Regions from separate parts of the Mus musculus genome. Here all the other regions are linked to region 2. Evidence: chromatin contacts called from public Hi-C and promoter capture Hi-C data. All regions are on one chromosome and are shown on one strand. Each heading gives the region's core, a stretch centred on a gene start, on an enhancer-like site or on the middle of the called end of the contact. The rest is flanking DNA. Distances are from core to core; before and after follow the strand shown. Region 1 overlaps Gm36038 (a long non-coding RNA gene). Region 2 holds the start of Rae1 (ribonucleic acid export 1). Region 3 has its middle 3.8 kb from the start of Gm35864. Region 4 has its middle 43 kb from the start of Gm36038.

Region 1 (3,297 bases), core at 511-3,010, 410 kb after region 2:
TCCCAGAACCCACATCAGGCAGTTCACACCCATCTGTGACTCCAGTTCCAGGAGATGCCACATACAGGAGCTCTGCCCCCACAGACACCTGCACCCATGCAGTGTGCACACAGAGACACACATAGAACATTTTAAATTAATTAAAAACACCTTTAAATTTTTTCTTTTAAAAGACCAGGGTAGCTAAGATGCCTCTGAGAGTATAGGTACTTGCTATGGTAGTTCATGCCTGTAACCCCGTATCAGAGACAGGAGGGTTACAAGTTCAAGGACACCTTGGTCTTCTGCATATTGACCCATGACCTGAGTTTGATCACCACAACTCTCATGGTAGGAGAGAACTGATTCCAGAAAGTTGTTCTCTGACCTTCACGTGCACTCACATGTGCACTCAAATGCACACACATGCGTGCACACACAAACAAATATATAAAAAAAGGTCTTTGTGCCATGCTTCATTAGAAGCAGAGATCAGAGATGGCAGTGCTCAGCTCTCATGCCAGTTCTGGGAGGTGGAGCCTGGAGGATCAGGAGTTCAAAGTCACCCTCAGCTATGCAGCAAGGACAAGAACAGCTAAAGCTACTTGAGACTCAAGACAGGTCAAAAAAAAGGTAAGGGAACCAAAACCTAGAGCCTGGGAGACGGTTCAGTTGGTAAAGGTGCTTGCTGCCAAGCCTAAAGGCCTGAATTTAATCCCCGAGATCCACGGGGGGAAAGAAAAGAACTGCCCAGGTTCTATACACACATACACATACACACATACACACACATATACACACACAGACACACAGACACATTTACACACACATACACACAGACACATATATACACACAGACACACAGACACATATATACACAGAGGACACACAGACACAGACATACACAGACATACATACACAGATACAGACACACAGACAGATATATACACATATACACACAGAGATACATACACACACATACATATACACACACATACACACAATTTTAAAAGACACTCTGGTGTTCACTTGTGAAGAACCTGAGTGGCAGTGTTGGTTACACCTCCTGTATACAGCCTCTGAGGGTTTTGCTTGGGCAGAATACAGGCCCCATAGACAAACCCGGTCCTACTCCCAAGAACCCAACATCATACTGAAAGGAAGTCAGTCTTCGTCACAGAGTATAAACCAAGAGGTGCAGGCTGCCTTGCACAGATGGGGCCTGCTCTCGAGTTCCCACACTACAATCAGCAACAGGGGCATCCTTAGTAAGACGGAGCTGGTCCTGATAGCACATGTCTGTCACTCCACCTAAGGAAGAATTGCTGCAAGTTCAAGGACAGCCTTGCCTACATCATGAGCTCCATGCTAACCAGTACAACACAGAAAACAAAAAAGATAACACAGACATGAAGGCAGGTATGGTGGTGCCTCCTGCCAACCCCCTGCTCCAGATGATCATGAGTCTGGGACCGGCTTGAGTTATTACGGAAGACTCTGTGCCCAACAGAAAGGAGGGGCGGGAAATGGGAAACTCCTGATTTTATCTGTGTGCCCTCAGTCACAGGTCTGAGCATGTATGATAAGGGGATGACTAAGCATTTTCTATGGTGGGAGTGAAGATGCTGCCTTTGAAGAAGTGGGAAGGGTCATGGAGAGAGATCTCCTAGGGAGAGTGGGGCCCTGTCGACACCCCATTTCAGCGCAGCCACACTGACTTCACATGCCTGGCTTCTGGAACCTTCAATGACTAAAGCTTCTGTTTAATCTCCCAAGGGCGCGTGGGAGTTTTTGGAAGCATGCAGCCCCAGGTTCCTGCTCCTCGTCTGGACAGCACAGGCAATCCAAAGGGCACCACCTCTGAGAGAAGCCGAGGTTCCCCTCCCCCTTAGCATTTCGGGATAGAGACCCCTGTCCTGGGCATCAACAGACCACTGGTGCCTACTAGGCAGCGCCCCAGACAGCAGCAGAGAGTAAGGGACCAGACTGGAGGGAGCAGAGGCCTAATTGAAGTGTGAGCTCACAGGGAGGGGTATTTACTCTAGGTCAGCCATCAGCAATTCTGAGGGGTGCCCACGCGCTGAGCCAGGAGGTTTGGAGTGTCCCTGGTGAGCTCCTGCTGCTGGGGCAAGGTCCTGGCTTGTGTGTACGTTTCAGCCTTCTGCTTTCTTCCCAGAGCCTCCACCTCCCCCACTTGTGTGCGTTCTTTCCATCACATCCTGAGCCTTACAGAACTGTGTCACTGAAGGCTGGGCTCAGAAGCCACCAGCCCCCTAGGGAAGGTTCTAGAATGCACCCCTTACTTAGCTGGAATCCTATTCATCTCCGCGTCCTTTTTGTTTCCCCACATGAACATCTTCAGCCTCCATCCCTGACCTCCCTGCCCCCACATCCTCACCCTCCCTGTTCTCCAGTCTCTCGTCACTTCTGGTGCCCACGTTGGCTCCTCAGCCCTTTCCTTGTGCTGACGTAACCCCTTCCATAGGTGAACAGCATGCCGTGCATGTCTCACCGCTGTCTTGTCTTGAGTTAAAGAACATCCATCCCATCGCCAGCCAGAATCGCTGTCCAGCTAGAGGGTGACCTTGTTTGGAAAGAGCCTTTCTGGATGAAACTAAAGTGAGGTCAGGCGGAACCAGAGCAAAGACCATATGAAATAACCGTTGTCCTTATAGGACAAGACTTCACATGCTGACAGGAGGGGGACAGAGACAGAGGGAGGGCTAAGGTGAGCCAAGGCACACTGAGGATCTCCCAAACCATCAAGAGTTGGAGGAAGCACTAAAGGACCTTCCCCTAGAACCATTAGGGGGTGTGGCTGAACACCCATCTTGGGATATTGTAAGAATGAGCACCTGTTGTTTTAGCGCTGTTTTGGTCAGACCAGCTCCTACCCTGCCAGTAGGGCCCTGGGACACCAGGGATTCAGGGTAAAATAGAGCCAGTCTCCTAGACTGCCACACTCTCTCAAGCTTGGTCACAGCTCCAACTCTAGCTTCATCTCCTGCCTCCTGCCCCCTGTTCAGCTCCATCTCATTGCTGGTCTCTAGTTCTAGCATGTTCGCTGCCTCCACAGACTGATCATTCGCCTCCTCTGTCTGGAACTCTCTGTTGAGAGGCATCTCGGTAGCAGTTAATATAGAGACCCAGTTATAAGTCTCTACATCTCTGTTTCCCTTAGCTCAAAACTAAATGGACCTAGCAGAAAAGAGGTGTGACCCAGCAGGGAATGGGCTCCCATGTTCACTGATCCTTCCAGAACCTTCCATGTGCGTTGTTTCCAAGTATCTAGTCAATGTTATATACTTGAGCACAGTA
Region 2 (3,244 bases), core at 713-3,212:
CTTCAGTCAGCAGCTAGGAAAGAGGTATCACTCTCCAGAGTCAGAACTGCACACTGGGCACCCAGCAGTGGGCAGAGGGGCCTCCTGTGCCCAGGGTCCCCCTTCCTCTCTATTTTAGGTCAATGTCTACATGATGTTACCTAGAAAGAACAACCAGTTCTGGCAGGTGTTCCACAATTTCTCAGGGCTTTAAGAAAAGCAGTTCATGCCAGGCAGTGGTGGCACATGCCTTTAAATCCCAGCATTTGCGAGGCAGAGGCAGGCGGATCTCTGAGAGTTGAGGCCAACCTTGTCTACAGAGTGAGTTTCAAGAGAGCCAGGGCTACACAGAGACCCCGTCTCAAAACACCAAAAAAGAAAAGAACAATCCAAAGCAATCTACTTTGGCCCACTGAGTACTGAAGGTCTGGTGTGACGGTGTAGACTTGGAGCCATCGATAGTCAGCACTGCTTTCTTGAGCGTGGCAGTCTACCGGGCCCTACCGTCCCTCGCCATGCCTCATCTTCCGGCTGTCCTGAAACAACAGTGCACATTCTCCAGGCTCCTCTGTGGCTGGTGAGTTGGCTCAGGTAGTAAAGACACTTGGTGTGCAAGCCTGGAAACCCGAGTTCGACCCTCAGAACCAACAGAAAGGCAGGCGAGAACTCCAAAGTTGTCCTCTGCCCAGATGTGGACTGTGACACGCATGCATGGCCATACACACAACAGGCAGAGAAAGTTTAGGGTTAGTCAGGTGAGCTGGCACAGGTGATCTCTGCACTTGGGAGGCAGGGTCAGGAGGAGCAGGCCATCCCTGACTGTACAGAAATCTGAGGACAGCCTGGTCTACAAAAGAGCCCATTTAAAGAAAAGGATTTGCACGGTCTAACACTGAATGTAATTGACAACTGTGTCGTTGCCAAGGAAACCATCTGTGCACTGTGACTCCAGACTCCCATATGCTTTTGCCACATTTCAAGCTGTTACTAAAAAGCAAATTCTTAAAACCCAGACTTCCACCAAGTCAGCCACCTCTCCAAAAGCGAGGCTAAGGCCCGAGCAATCCACAGCCTAATGAGGGTCGCTTCCTTAAAATAACAAGGAAAGGGAAACTGCAAGGAACTGTGGGAGCGCATTTGACTCCTGCTGCCTTCGAGACAGCCACGATGTGTCAGAGCCACCATAAGGTGCACATTCACGTCTCAGAAGACGGCTCGGGAGACAACTCTCGGGGCTGAGGACTACAAGCCTGTCTGTACAGGGAGAGGGATGCACAGACACGCAGCCAGGGCTATGTTTCTCCGGAGCGTGAGTTAGTCTTGATTTTCACCGGAAAAACTAACTCCTCCATCCTGGAGTTAGGAAACGAAACGACCCCCAGTGTGTGCTGGGATCCGCACGCTCCTCTCCCGTGCAATTTACTTGAGGACTTAGTTTCAGATCACCATGCGCACGTGAGAAGAGCAAGGGCGTACCGGGTGCCCTGCAGCGGGGGTGAAGAGGCGGTCGGACCTCTGGCAGGCAGCGCAGCCATCTCTCCAGCTCCCGTAGCTCTCAGGGGCCTTTCTCCTGGCTGACTGGGTTAGCTCGGGCTGCTCCCAAGCGTCCGACCACGCCCGCCGGCTCGGCCGTGCCCCTCCCATCCGCGCACGCCGCGGTCCCCCACCGTCCCCTCACCCCCGTGGCCTGGGCGGTGTGCGCACGCGGAGAGGCCCGGCCTACCTAGCGGAGCGCACGGGGTCCGGCTGCAGAGAGGGGCTCGGTCTCCTCACGCGGGCCCGGGCTTCCCGGAGGGAGCGCGGCGGCCGCCTGAGGAACACGCACGCGGCGGGGCCCGAAGCCACGGACCTGCTCTGGCGCGGGGCAGAGGGGGCGCAGCCGGGAGACCCCAGACCGCCGAGTCGTCCGCCTCAAGCCGGTGGAAACTGCCCCGTTACCACAGAAGCACCGCGCACGCGCCACGAGCCACTTCCGGGACTGCCCGGAAAGCGTCAGAGCACGGCGTCCCGCCCCTCTCAAGGCGGGCGCACATGCGCAGAAGCCCTGCTGAGGGCGAGAGGAAGTGTTTATGCCAGCAGTTGTGCGTTTGTGGAAAGTCGGCCAGCGCAGTTGCCAGGCAACTAGTTGAGAGAGGGCGTTGTTTTCGCGTGTGTATCGTTATATTGATTGTTGTTTAAACGTCTAAAGATGATCGTGGAGCCGAAGAGATGGCTCAGCGGCCAAGAGCAGTGGCTTCTTGGGGAAGACCCAGATTCTATTCCCAACACCTACTGGACGGCTCACAGGTCCAAGAGAACCAACACCAGTTCTTGGAGAACTGACGCCCTCTTCTGGTCTCTGTGGTCATTGCACGCAGTGGTGCTTAAACTTCTTCAGGCAACATACTCATATACATGTAAAAACAAAAAACAAACAAACAAACAAACAAAAAAAGAGTTCCCCAGCTCAGATCTAGCACTGTCCTCTGAGAGGCTGCCTACTTGGAACATCCCGAGCGGTATGATAAGGGGAATGGTTCCTACTCCCTGAGATGTTTAAGATTTATTTCCGTGCATGGATGTTGTCCCTGTGTGTATGTATATGCACCACATGCTTGGGGAGGCATGAAAACTGTGTAGGAGCCCCTGGAACAGGAGTTACAGATAGTCGAACCATCATGTGGGTACTGGGAACCGAACCATGGCTCTCTTCAAGAGCAACAAGTACACTTAATTACTGAGCCCCATGTACTAATAGGTCAGTATTAAGCCTGTTTGAAACACAAAAGTCCTGCTCTATGAAACATTCCACATAGAGTGTTTAAGGTGTCAGATAAAATGACAACATAGTTAGCTAGATTCCAGAATGGGGGTTCCAATGAACCAATCAGGGAAAGCGGTTTTAGAGAGAGAGAAAGGACAAGTGTCAGTGAGGAAGAACAAAATGTGATTGGTCCCTACAAAATTAGTTTCCTTGTTGGGCAACTTGGCAGGCCTTCCAATCCCTGCACGCAGGAGGTAGAGGCAGGGGGTGGGGGGGGGCGTCTCTGTGAGTTCTAGGCCAATCAGAACTACACAGAAATGTTCTGTCTCCAAAACAATTTTTAAAAATGTAAGGCAGGAACAGGGTTACAGAACAATGGAATAAAAACTGGCCGCTGGTTACCTGTCTTAAGGGACCTCAGTACAACACAGAGGAAACAGGCCTGTCTAGGACACTTGGTGATCATCTACTTACTCCCATCCCCTGAGAAGTCAAATAACAAGGTTTAGTTAGCGTACATAG
Region 3 (3,186 bases), core at 624-3,123, 480 kb after region 2:
GGATCTCTGTGAGTTAAAGGTCGGCCTGGTCTATAACTCAGATTCCAGCCAGGGCGACACAGGGAGATGCCATCTCAGATAGCCCGAAAACAAACAAACAAACAAACAAATTTATTTGTATTCACGCAGGCATGCGTGCACATGCATGTGTGTGTGTTTACACCATGTGTGTTCAAGGTACCAGAGGAGGCCAGGAGCATCAGATTTCCTAGAACTAAGGCGATAGATAGGAGCCACCATGTGGGCACTGGGAACTGAACCCGGGTCTTCTGAGAGAGCATCCAGTGCACTTAACCACGGCGGCTCCATCTCTTCAGCCCCGTGAACACTGATTACCAGCACGAGCCGCTGCTCCCTGCAATAGTGCAATAATATTTTCCTTCCTTCCTTCCTCCCTCCCTCCCTCCCTCCCTCCCTTCCTCTTTCTTTCTTTCTTTCTTTCTTTCTTTCTTTCTTTCTTTCTTTCTTTCTTTCTTCCTATCTATCTATCTATTATTTATTTATTTATTTATTTATTTATTTATTTATGTAGGACACAAGGTCACGAAGGTCTTTGTGAACACAGAGTCCTGGCCTGGAGCTCATTAAGTAGACCAGGCTTCCCTGGAAGTAACAGAAATCCACCTGCATGGGGGGACAGGCACGCAGTAAAAGGTGTCCTTCCACATTCTTCAGAGGTGCCATTAGGAGATACACCGGGGAAGGAAAAGGTGACTCTTTCCAGACAGGAGACAGCGAGAGCGTCATCCATAGCCGCAAAGTGACGCTAGGCTGGCAAGAGGTTCCAGTGGGGAAAGGCCCTTACGGCCAAGCCGTCAACCCGTGGGCCCCAAATGACACAAGTGGAAGATTGGCTCCCCAAAAGCTGTCCTCTGACCTCCACGTCTGCACTACACACCCTCAACTAGAAAACAATAAATAAATGTGATTTAAAAAATTTAGTTAAAATGTTGTTAAAGCTCAGCCACAGGCAAGGCTCGCGTGAAGACAGGAAGGCGGAGCGCCACAACCATCTACCAAAAAATTTCAAACGTGAAGTATTTCAGATATCAAAATTGAGAAGAATGAGCTAGAGAAGTAGCTGGCAACTGGGGCAAGATGGGGGGCTGGGGGTGGGGTGGGGTTAGAACACCCTGATGGTTCCCTTTCAAGTCTGGAAGGTAACACTTTAACAGTGGTCCTCGTGTCTTCCAAACCTAGAGTTTTCCTGACTTTAGCTTCTTATTTTCCTTGTAGGCACACGCAAGTTAACCGTAGGTATAGGATTCTGCAAGGCCAGCAAATATAGCCCGCTCTGGCTCTCTGTCCCCATCCACCCTTACTGGACCTGATTCTGTTGGGCCAATCACTTCTGCCCACCCCCACCCCCGCCCCCGCCCCTTTGGCAGGTACGGTGACTGAGGCCGGAGGATGAATCCACCGTGTCTGTCGCCCATGGCTGATGAGAATCTACGGTGTATTTAGCCCATGGCAGAAGAAAACTTACTATGAAGTTAGGCTACTGAACATCTGCCTGAGCCCAGTTTCCCTCCAGGGGCCGTTGTCAGTGGCAGATGCGGCAGGGAGCCACATGGCCCAGGAAGAGCGGCCACCTGGCTGAGCCGAAGGTGGAGCCTTCTGGTTCCTGGTTGGTTCTGTGGGATCTTTTACCTCAATGGCCGTTGCTAGGGGAACTCTCCAACTTCCACTCCTAAAGAGACCCCCAAGAGCATCAGCCTTTCCTAGAAGAACACTCACTAGAAATTTACGTTGAAATTTACGTTGCTGGGGTTCACCCAGAACTCCTGAATCGGAGCCTGGGAGGGGCCCCCTGATCTGCCCTGAGATTGGGACAGCCTGGTGACCACTCAGGCGCACCTGTCTCAGGAATCTGAGCTGCAGCGAGATTTCACCTCCTGTAGCCCGGGGCCAGCAATGCGTAGGGCGTCAGGATCTTTTATGAAGCTTCATGCAGAGGTGAACCCACAGCGGGAAGCAAAAATTGCTCAATAATTCCCTCAGCGAGTGCTTCCTCAAGGCTTGCCTTGTACGGTAGGATTTTTTTTTTTTTTTTTTTTGTTCGTTTAGGTCTTTCCTCCCCCCCCCCCCCTCACCTGGAATCATGGTGCTTAGAGTGGTCTGGAACTTTCTACATAGCTCGTACTTTGACCTCCTGATTCTCTTGCTTCTAAGCACTGGGAGTCCCATGAGCATCAGCACACCGGGTTATGAGGTACTGGGATGGAACCCTAGGCCGTGTGTGTTCTGGGCAAGCATTCTGTCAACCGAGCTCTGAGCTGAGCTAGGATTTTTGTTGGGATCCCTGTACTCCTGAGCTTCTTGGAGATAGAACACGGCAAGTGGTTGTAAGAAAACCAGCCACATCTGTTTCTGAATGTGAGGGTGATCTGCCCGGCTCTGCCAAGCTCCAGCAGTGCTGGCCACTTGTTGGCCTCTCACATCAAGGGGAACCAGGGCACAGAGGAAGCACCAAGGACGTGCAGAATGAAGAGCAAGGGGAAAGAAGGGAGCTGGCTGCTTAGGGGCAAAGGTCACCTCTGGTCACATCCCCAGCACTAGACATGGTAGATTCCAGAATCCAGTACTGACAGTTCTGAAAGTCACTCCTGTTAACCGAGTCTGTGCTGCTTCAGCCTGCTTGGATACAGCCTGGGAGTCAGGACTTCCACGAGTGGTCGCGTGCTGAATTCAGGGTGGGGTGGGCCGGGGTGTGAACGCACTTTTGCAGGTTCGAGGGCAAGTGGAGCTCACCCACTTGGATACTAATGAAATCCAAGCTGGCATGCGAAGTCCTGTAAAATTGTTCTGGAGGTGAAGGGCTCCGACAGCTGCTTTTAATTTTTTACTTTATTCCATTTTTCCCATGGTTTTATGTGGATCATAGAGGTGTCCTCGTTTTATAACTAAGAAGCAATTGCTTGCCTTTAACCCCAGCACTTTGGAGGCAGAGGCAATCGGATCTCTGTGAGTCTGAGGTCAGCCTGGTCTATATATTGCGACCAATATATTGGGACAGCCAGGGCTACAGAACAAGATCCCGCCTCGTAAAAATAAATAGTGAAAAATGAAAACAACAAAGCAGTTGTTAACTGCAAGCCCTGTCCAACCCACCTTCAGCCACATGGTGAGCTTGAGGTTGGTTCTGGCCACCTCAGATCCTGTGTAGAAGCAAAACACACAGAGAAG
Region 4 (3,162 bases), core at 203-2,702, 380 kb after region 2:
GGGGGCGGGAGTGGGAGCGGATAGGACCACCACCATCTTTGTTGGTCACAGCCTCCTGCCAGCTCTAAGTGAGTCCTCACCTGCTCCTCAGAGGTGGCCTGGGTGTGGGGCCTGGAGGTCAGGCAGATCCTTCCCTTCGTAACTGTGATTTATCCATGAACCAGGGGCTGATGGGACCACACCAGCTGGATGTACATATGCTTAGGAAGGAGCCAGACTCTCCAGATGTGGTTTTAAAAAGCAGAAGGATGGTCCATGTGACCTTAGCTGCTTTCTCACAACATTGCCAAGAGATGTGCATGTGTGTGCACATACACATATGCTGTGCAAGGATGTGTTGCTTGAATACATGTGTGTACACCTGGCTATGCATGTATGAATTGCACGTATGGGTGCACATGTGTACAAGCACGCAAGTGGTGTGCGATTGTGCAAAGGTGTACATGTATGTATGTGTAAGTGTGCAGACATGTATGGGCATGGTTGTGTGGGCATGCATATTTGTGCACTTGTGTGCCTCTGTGTGTGTGTGTGTATCTCTGTGTGTGTGTCTGTGTGTGTGTGTGTGTGTGTGTGTGTGTGTGTGTGTGTATACACATGCATAGGCACTCCTGATGTCATTACACTTCATATCCTCGTTGTTCAATGTGCATCTCCTAAGGACATGCTGACACATAATGACAACTTTCTTCACTGTTTAATGCAGAACATGCCACCTACATAACACAACAGCATCACAACATTGTCTTAATTCCAGTGTAATCATTCCCATAATTCTATGGGATAATTCTATGCTATCTGCTACAGCCAGGCACATCCCCGTGTCCCCAGCTGTCCCTAGCATTATCCTTGGCACTCACTTAGCTGTCACATCGCCTCAGTCATTCTGTATCTGGTCCTCCCTGCTGTCATTTCTGATCTCCTCTTTTGCGAGGTGAGCATTTTCCAGCAGTCTAGGCTTTTGTAGGACATCTCTGCCTCCCCATCCCCCACACAGTGTTGGTGATTGAATCCAGTGCTTTGACCATGCTAGGCAAGTGCCCTGCCACTGAGCTCTGCCCCAGTCCTGTGGGCCAAGTGATTTTTAGCAACATGAACACGTGCAGCCTTTAGGAACCTGGCTTTTCATCAGCTCTGGGTATTGATTGGGGATAAAATCAAACCCTGTAGCAGCAGGGCCGAGGAGGCCTTTGGTTAGTGGCAATAAAGACCCTTCCAGAAGCCTGGCTTTCCCCCATTGCCAGTTTAAATGCAGGGCAGTCTGTAGGGGGCTCCACAGTAGGGAGACCCAAAGGCAGTAAGGAGACTGCTCCATCTAGGACCTCAAGGACAGGGACAGGTGGCCCAGCTAGCAGAGTCTAGCAGCCCTCAGAGAGGCCTGGAAATGAAGAGACTGGGACCTCGGGGAAGGAATGGTATCTGGGGTCACACTGCCACCAGCTGCCATGAGATCGCAAGCATCCTGTCCCAGGCTTCCAGATGTGGCTGACAGTGAACTTTCTGGTCCCTTTGTGAGACTTCCTGTATTTTGCCACCTGCATTTTATCGGCTTTGTAGCTTCGTTTTTGAATGACATAAAGGGCCTGAGATGAGCTGCTCAGCATGCGGAAGGCCTGCTGTCTATCACTGTCCTACATACCCAGGTATGGGGTGAGTCCCTGTGATTCTAGCATCAAGGAGATGGAGACATCAGAACCCCAGAGCTGTCTTTGGCCACACAGAGATTTCAAGACCAGCCTAAGAGGTAAATATGTAGATATAGACCAGTGGCTCTCAAAGTGTGGTCCCCAGACTGAGAATTTTCTTTTTTACTCTTTTCTTTGTTTGGCTTTTCGAGTTAGGGTTTCTCTATGTAGCCCTGGCTGTCCTGGAACTCACTCTTTAGACCTGGCTGGCCTCGAACTCAGAGACCCACCTGTCTCTGCTTCCCAAGTGCTGGGATTAAAGGTATGCACCACCCATGCCCGGCTTCTGCTTTGTTTTGTTTTGAGAATTTTCTTAAAGTGAACATGTTGGGCTCTTCCCCAGACTCGTGAACCCACCACCCAATAACCTGTGCCTCTCCGGGTCCCCGGGTGATTCTGACGAAGGCTGCACCCGGGAATCCCAAGGAGGAGCAGCAACCTACGGAGCACTGGGCAGGTCTTGGAGCCCTGAGCAGAGGGATGGCTGGCCCAGGAGCACAGAGCACATGCGCACAGAGAACTGCTCCGTGAGCCCTGAGATGCTCCTGCCAAGACCGTCAGCACTGCCCAGTGGCACCCAGAATGCTTTGCATCAAAGAATGGCAAGCAGGACAGGGTTCTGAGCAGAACAGTTCTTCACCCTCCAGCCCCCTGTGCTGTCTCCCGGTTCACAATGGGAGCCTACCGCATTTGGGTGGGGGGTGGTCTTGTGCACTGTGTATTCAGATGCTAGTTACTGCACCCCGAGATCTGGGTGCAGTCTGACTTTGAGTCTGACTTTGCTATTGTGATTTGCTATTATTATGAAGCACTTTCTGAATGGGTAGTTTTGTAAAACATTGGTCTCCATTATCTTCTGATTGGGGTGGGGTGTGTGTATGTGTATGTGTGTGTGTGAGAGAGAGAGAGAGAGAGAGAGAGAGAGAGAGGGGGGGGGGAAGAGAGGAAGAGAGAGAGAGGGAGAGACAGAGAGAGACAGAGACAGAGATATTTGCCATGAGAGATTTACCATGAGCCATTCTCCATGAGCAGGTGGCCAGGAAGGTTACCATGAGGACACTGATAGAGCAGGAGCAGCCAGGACAAGACTAAGAAGGCAAGTAATGGGCACATGGCTGGGAAATCGGCCAGGCCAGCATCTTCTCCTTAGAAAATAGCTCAGAATTTTCCCAGCTTAGCACCTGAGGCTTTTAGTAAACATACCAGGCCTCTGTGTTATTAATTGGGGAGACAAAGGGAACAATAGAACAGTTTTCCACATTTACTTTGTAACACTTCTTTTGAAAACTTCAGAAAAATTCTAGTAAAAAACCAACTATCATGGGAGGAAGCTCACTGCCCTCCCAGCCAGGAGGTTGGTAGCACACACCTTTAATCCCAGCACTCAGTAGGCCGAGAGACAGGTAGATCTCCGAGTTCAAGGCCAGCCTGGTCTACAGAGTGAGTTCCAGGACAGCCAGGACTACACAGAGAAATC

The links. Promoter capture Hi-C pulls out the DNA fragments that hold promoters and counts their contacts. A called contact is a pair of places that touch in the nucleus more often than the background predicts.
Region 1: a contact with region 2 is called in a Hi-C map of the G1E-ER4 cell line, with 2.0 times the contacts expected there. The contact joins the enhancer-like site here to the promoter of Rae1 in region 2. A contact is called at or near these places in 3 of 484 Hi-C or Micro-C datasets (all in the G1E-ER4 cell line) and 3 of 115 datasets of contacts at active chromatin or transcription factors (embryonic stem cells, forebrain and neural tube).
Region 3: a promoter capture Hi-C map of embryonic stem cells shows a contact between it and region 2, with 4 times the contacts expected there. The contact joins the enhancer-like site here to the promoter of Rae1 in region 2. A contact is called at or near these places in 1 of 39 promoter capture datasets (embryonic stem cells) and 8 of 115 datasets of contacts at active chromatin or transcription factors (acute myeloid leukemia, craniofacial prominence, embryonic basal ganglia and 5 more).
Region 4: a contact with region 2 is called in a Hi-C map of the P5424 cell line, with 5 times the contacts expected there. The contact joins the enhancer-like site here to the promoter of Rae1 in region 2. A contact is called at or near these places in 4 of 484 Hi-C or Micro-C datasets (the G1E-ER4 cell line, the P5424 cell line and embryonic stem cells).

Annotation. Positions count from the first base shown.
Region 1 is chr2:172,589,299-172,592,595 of GRCm38.p6, reverse strand. The region is part of intron 2 of Gm36038 (a long non-coding RNA gene); the gene reads right to left. Among named protein-coding and RNA genes, the nearest start is that of Gm36038, 14 kb to the right of the region's middle. Within about 2 kb of position 1,760, at least 14 of the 459 cell types and tissues checked have an H3K27ac peak or open chromatin away from gene starts, as enhancers often do. A contact at or near this core is called in the G1E-ER4 cell line, where this site is marked.
Region 2 is chr2:172,998,835-173,002,078 of GRCm38.p6, reverse strand. Rae1 (ribonucleic acid export 1) reads right to left here and starts at 1,962. Exons shown (of 12, transcript NM_175112.5): 1 at 1,703-1,962.
Region 3 is chr2:172,521,413-172,524,598 of GRCm38.p6, reverse strand. No RefSeq gene overlaps it. Among named protein-coding and RNA genes, the nearest start is that of Gm35864, 3.8 kb to the right of the region's middle. Within about 2 kb of position 1,873, at least 5 of the 459 cell types and tissues checked have an H3K27ac peak or open chromatin away from gene starts, as enhancers often do. A contact at or near this core is called in embryonic stem cells, where this site is marked.
Region 4 is chr2:172,618,516-172,621,677 of GRCm38.p6, reverse strand. No RefSeq gene overlaps it. Among named protein-coding and RNA genes, the nearest start is that of Gm36038, 43 kb to the right of the region's middle. Within about 2 kb of position 1,452, at least 6 of the 459 cell types and tissues checked have an H3K27ac peak or open chromatin away from gene starts, as enhancers often do. A contact at or near this core is called in the P5424 cell line and embryonic stem cells, where this site is marked.